Regions from separate parts of the Pan troglodytes genome. Here region 1 is linked to region 2. Evidence: chromatin contacts called from public HiChIP or PLAC-seq data. All regions are on one chromosome and are shown on one strand. Each heading gives the region's core, a stretch centred on a gene start, on an enhancer-like site or on the middle of the called end of the contact. The rest is flanking DNA. Distances are from core to core; before and after follow the strand shown. Region 1 holds the start of MLLT1 (MLLT1 super elongation complex subunit). Region 2 holds the start of RFX2 (regulatory factor X2).

Evidence for each region. HiChIP or PLAC-seq counts read pairs in DNA pulled down with a chosen protein or histone mark.
Region 1: a contact with region 2 is called in an H3K4me3 HiChIP or PLAC-seq map of stem cell-derived excitatory neurons, with 4 times the contacts expected there. The contact joins the promoter of MLLT1 here to the promoter of RFX2 in region 2. A contact is called at or near these places in 1 of 7 Hi-C or Micro-C datasets (a lymphoblastoid cell line) and 1 of 1 datasets of contacts at active chromatin or transcription factors (stem cell-derived excitatory neurons).

Annotation. Positions count from the first base shown.
Region 1 is chr20:8,640,493-8,643,192 of NHGRI_mPanTro3-v2.0_pri, forward strand. It overlaps MLLT1 (MLLT1 super elongation complex subunit), which reads right to left and starts at 1,424. Exons shown (of 11, transcript XM_063801065.1): 1 at 1,197-1,424. The coding sequence starts at 1,208.
Region 2 is chr20:8,553,401-8,556,100 of NHGRI_mPanTro3-v2.0_pri, forward strand. RFX2 (regulatory factor X2) reads right to left here and starts at 1,265. Exons shown (of 20, transcript XM_063801062.1): 1 at 1,182-1,265.

The DNA.
Region 1 (2,700 bases), core at 174-2,673, 87 kb after region 2:
TGGGAGATCCTGAAGGCAAAGGTTGTACAGGAGACTGCAGGACTGTGACGTGACGAACCAGCCTGGGAGGGAGATCTGGACTGGGGTCAAGTGTGGGGAAGCCTAAATCAGGATCCCAGGGGCGGAGAGGGCCCAAGCTGAGGGGAACAGCAGGCCATCAGTGACTCAAAGGTCTGGGGAATCCAGGTCAGAGAAGAAACTGCTCCCGGTCCTGGTCTCAGAGCAGAGGGTCTGAAGGTGAAAGAGACAGCCCCGCCGGGTCCGAGGGAGAGTGACGAGGGCCTGAAACTAGAAGGGGGCTGAGGCGGCAGGGTGGGTCAAAGAAAGAAGTCTGAAAAAGCAAGTACAAAGAGAGGGGACACTCCAAACAGGCCTGAGTCCCTGCAGCAAAAGACCGAAGGCCAGGGTCCTAGGGAGTCAGAGGAGCTCAGGCCAGGGCTGGGGTTGGGAGAGAAAGGGATGCCCTGGCTGCAGCCGGGGCAGGATCAGACGGGAGAGAAGGCTCAGGTCCAGGTAGGGGATGGGTGGAGATAAAGCTTAGACTGGGCCTGGGTTCAAGGAAGAGAGACGCCGCAGAGCAGGGTCCCAGGGGGCCGGGGACGCCTCATATCTGAGCTGAGGTTGAAGGGAGGACAGGCAGCAGGTTGGGGACTCTGGGAGTTTGAGGCGACTCGGGGACAAGGGTCCAGACAGGAAAGGAGACAGTGACTGGCCCTGGACCTAGAGAGGGAAAGGTCTACAGGGCAGATCCGAGGGGTCCCGGGAGGGGTCTGAACAGGGCCCAGATCCCAGGAAGTGCCTGGAAGGAGCTCTGGGCCAGGCTGAAGTCCCGAGAGCTGTCTTGAGGTCCCTAAGCCGGGCTGGGGTCCCCAGGGGCGTCCCAGGTGGATGCAGGTCGGACTGGCGTTCCGAGGGGTCTCCCGGGGGTCTCCGAGCCAGGCTGGGGGGTCACCAGGGGCGTCCCAGGGGGCTCCGGGCCCAGCCCGGGTCCCGAAGGGTGTCCGAGGCGCCCTGGCCGGGGTCGCGGATGGGGGAGGGGCGCCCCCGCCCCACATAAAGGCCCGGGGAGCGGCGGGCGCGCACAAAGCGGGCGGGCGGGCGCGGAGCGGGGAGGCCGGGACCGGGGAGGGCCGGGCTGGCCGGCGGGCGGGAGGGGGCCGGGCGGGCTGCGCTGGGGCGGCGCGGCCGCTCCTCACCTGATTGTCCATGGCTGGCGCCCCGCCCCGCCCCCGGGCCCCGCGTCGCTCGCCGCCGCCGCCGCCGCCGCCGCCGCTCAACGCCGCCCCGCCGCCCTCATTGTCTGTCAAGCGCCGCCGCTGCCGCCGCCGCCGCCGCCGATCCCGGCCGCCCGCTCGCCCGCCAGCCCCGCGGAACCGGAAACCACCGCCAGCCCGGGTCGCGCACCGATCACGGGCCCCCGCCGCCGACTAGGGCCCGCCGCATCGACTGACAGCCACCTGGGCCAATCGACGGCGCGGACGGCCGCTTGTGGCGCGGGACTTCCTGCCTGGCGGGGGCCTGCCGGGCTGCGGCCGGAGGGACGAAGCCCGCAGCCAATGGGAGGCCGGGACCGGAGGGGCGGGAGGAGGGAGGGAGGGAGGCGCGAGGCGAGCCTGGCGGAGGGGAGCGCGAGGTGTGCGCCGCACGTGGAGGGGGGCGGGGGCGGGACGGGCGCGCCGCGCCTGCGCGCTGCGGCCCGCAGGGGGCGCTGCCTCGTGGCTGGAGCCTCCAGGGCGGGAGCGTCCCGGGGGCTGCAACTGAGGTTACGGGTTCGAGCCCTGTAGAGGGATCCCCCAGCCCCCCGGTAGGGACACTTTTGTTTCCTGACCTCATGATGCTGCTATGTAATGGAACGAGCCCTGGGCTCTGGAATTGGAGATTAATTTTCTTTTCTTTTCTTTTTTTTTTGAGACACGTCTCGCTCTGTGGCCTAGGCTAGAGCGTACTAGCACGATCTCAGCTCACTGCAACCTCCACCTCCCAGGTTCAAGAGATTCTACTGCCTCAGCCTCCCGAGTAGCTGGGATTACAGGAGCTCGCCATTATGCCCAGCTAATTTTTGTATTTTTAGTAGAGATGGGGTTTTGCCATGTTGGCCAGGCTGGTCTCGAACTCCTGACCTCAAGTGATCCGCCTGCCTCAGCCTCCCAAAGTGGAGATTAATTTTCTAATCTTGCATAATCCTTGGCAAACCTGGTCAGCCCCTTCTTCACCTTTCCCTGAGTCTCAGTTTGTGCATCTGTGAAACAGGTTGAAGAACAGTACTGTGTGATTCTTCATGCTAATTTGAATGATACAAATTTGAAATCGTGCTACATTCAAATGACCCAAGAGAGTCACATGTTTTCAGTTAGACACGAAGAATAAGTTCTGGCGATCCATCACACAGCAAGGTGACTACATAATAATGTTATTTTATATTTTAAAATTGCTAAAAGCGGCCAGATGCAGTGGCTCACGCCTGTAATCCCAACACTTTGGGAGGCTGAGGGGGGCGGATCACCTGAGGTCAGGAGTTCAAGACCAGCCTGGCCAACATGGTGAAATCCCATCTCTACTAAAAAAATACAAAAATTAGCCGGGCGTGGTGGTGTGTGCCTGTAATTCTAGCTACTCAAGAGGCTGAGGCAGGAGAATCGCCTGAACCAGGGAGGCAGAGGTTGCAGTGAGCTGAGATCATGCCACTGCACTCCAGCCTGA
Region 2 (2,700 bases), core at 15-2,514:
GATGCCCCCAGACAGTGACAAGGAAAACAAAGATACTTTGAAGACCATGTCCTCGGACAGATTCAGAGTCCACGACAGAAAGGCACTCAACACCCAGGAAAGAAAAACAGAGTTTGGGGCTCCTTGGCTCCTGGGTGAGGGTAGTGGTGTTCCCAGAGAAGCCAGTTTGAGAGTGGGGATCTAGCGCTTCAGGGCTGGCCAAGGCGGTTCAGCCAGTGTTGGGATCCTTTAGGGTTCAATCTATCTCTTCAGAAGTTGCCTGATGGGATGCGGGCATGGAGAGCACCACCATAGGGTGCCCGGCTGGGTGTATGGGGGTTTGGGGGTGCAGGTGGTTAGCAGCTGTCAGAAGTGTCTGGTCCCGCCGGGCGTGGTGTCTCACGCCTGTAATCCCAGCACTTTGGGAGGCCGAGGTGGGTGGATCACCTGAGGTCAGGAGTTCGAGACCAGCCTGACCAACATGTTGAAACCCCGTCTCTACTAAAAATACAAAATTAGCTAGGTGTGGGGGCGCATGCCTGTAATCCCAGGTACTTGGGAGGCTGAGGCAGAAGAATCGCTTAAACCCAGGAGGCAGAGTTCGCAGTGAGCTGAGATCGCGCCATTGCACTCCAGCCTGAGAAACAAGAGTGAAACTCCATCTCAAAAAAGAAAAAAAAAAAAAAAAAAAAAAAAGAAGTGTCTGGTCCCTGGGGAGGAGACGGCGCCCGGCAGGGACAGTGGGCCTGCAGCTGACCTGTCTGCTTGCTGGTGGGTTTCCTGCTGAACTCTTCTCTCTGGGTCAGTGCGTCTCACTGTCCACCTGTCCCTGCATCCCCTTCTGTGCCTCGCTGGTCATCTTTCTCCCTTGGCAATCCACTTCATACACCACGCCTCCTCCGTCTGCCATCTCTCAGTGCCACGCTCCTGCCTGTGCTCCCATCTCTCCCTGGTTTTGCCCCTGACACGCCACCTGCTCGCCTCTCTCTAGGTCCATCTGGGGGTCTCCGGCCGCCGCTGACCCGCCTGTCCGCAGGCTGAGCTACTCGGACCACGGAGCGCGACGGGGAGGCGCGACTGCGGCTCAGCAAGGACTAAGTTAGCAACAAGACACTCCTCACTGTGCACGACATGGTCGCGAGCACGGCCATCAAGTACGCCAACAACATCGCGCCCGGCTCCAACAGCTGCCACCTGCTCACCTACATCGAGTACCACCAGCAGTGTCCCGGCGTCGAGAAGTCTTTCTTCAAAGTACCGCCAGGCGGTCCGCGCCTGCGCGCCCCTCCCGCCCCTCCTGCGCCTGCGCGCCTCTTCTGCACCCACCCTTGCGCCTGCGCGCCACTTATTTCACCTCCTGCGCCCGCGCAGCGCTCCAAGGCCTTTCTTCCCCCGCCCCTCCCCACCTCCTGCGCCTGCGCGCCTTTCTTGCCCCCGATAAGCCTGCGCGCCGCTCCGGCCCACTTGCTTCTGCGCCTGCGCACCGCTGCAGGGCCTTCCTCCCCCATCTCCCCCCGCCTCCTACGCCTGCGCGCCACTCCATCCCTCCTGCGCCTGCGCAGTGTTACTCTCCTGTGACTGCCACTTGTCTGACCCGCATGTTTGTTTTAACGGATTCCCTGAGGCTGCCTGAGAGCCAGAAATGAAAAGCTGCAGCCTTAGGGACCCTGGTTCAGATCCCAGAGCAGCCATTAGCTACGTTTTCTTGCACGAAAACTTTGTGCCTTTGTGCCTCTGTTTCCCTATATGAAAACTTTACATATAAATATATATATATATATATATATATATATATATATATATATATATATATAAAGGCCAGGCGCGGTGGCTCACGCCTTAATCCTAGCACTTTGGGAGTCCGAGGCAGGCAGATCACTTGAGGTCAGGAGTTCGAGACCAGCCTGGCCAACATGGTGAAACCCTGTCTTTACTAAAAACACAAAAATTAGCCAGGCATGGTGGTGCATGCCTGTAATCCCAGCTACTCGGGAGGCTGGAGGCAGGAGAATCACTCCAACCCGGGAGGCAGAGGCAGTGAGCCCAGATGGTGCCACTGCACTCCAGCCTGGGCAACAGCAGAGCGAGACTGTCTCAAAAAAAAAAAAAAAAGAAAAGTCATTCCAATACCCATAGTAAACTGAATCCTCCGGTAAAAATAAAGTTAAAAAAATAAAAAATTAAACATATAAAAATATGTATAATTATATATACATTTAAGGTATAGTTTTTATAAATGTACAGTATATAAAACGTCTGTTTATGGATAAATTTTATGCGTGCTACACTTTTATTTATTTATTTATTTATTTTTGAGACGGAGTCTTGCTGTGTTGCCCAGGCTGGAGTGCAGTGGCGCGATCTCAGCTCACTGCAAGCTCTGCCTCCCGGGTTCACGCCATTCTCCTGCCTCAGCCTCCTGAGTAGCTGGGACTACAGGCGCCCGCCATCACACCCAGCTAATTTTTTGTATTTTTGGTAGAGACAGGGTTCACCGTGTTAGCCAGGATGGTCTCGATCTCCTGACCTGGTGATCCGCCCGCCTTGGCCTCCCAAAGTGCTGGTATTACAGGCGTGAGCCACCGTGCCCGGCCCTTTTATGTTAAATTTAATATAAAATATTTTCTTTTATATCAGCATTTTAATGTAAATATATAAAATATAACAGCAGCTAGCTCACAGCTTTGCTGCATGGATTCAGTGAGTTTACACACATCGAAT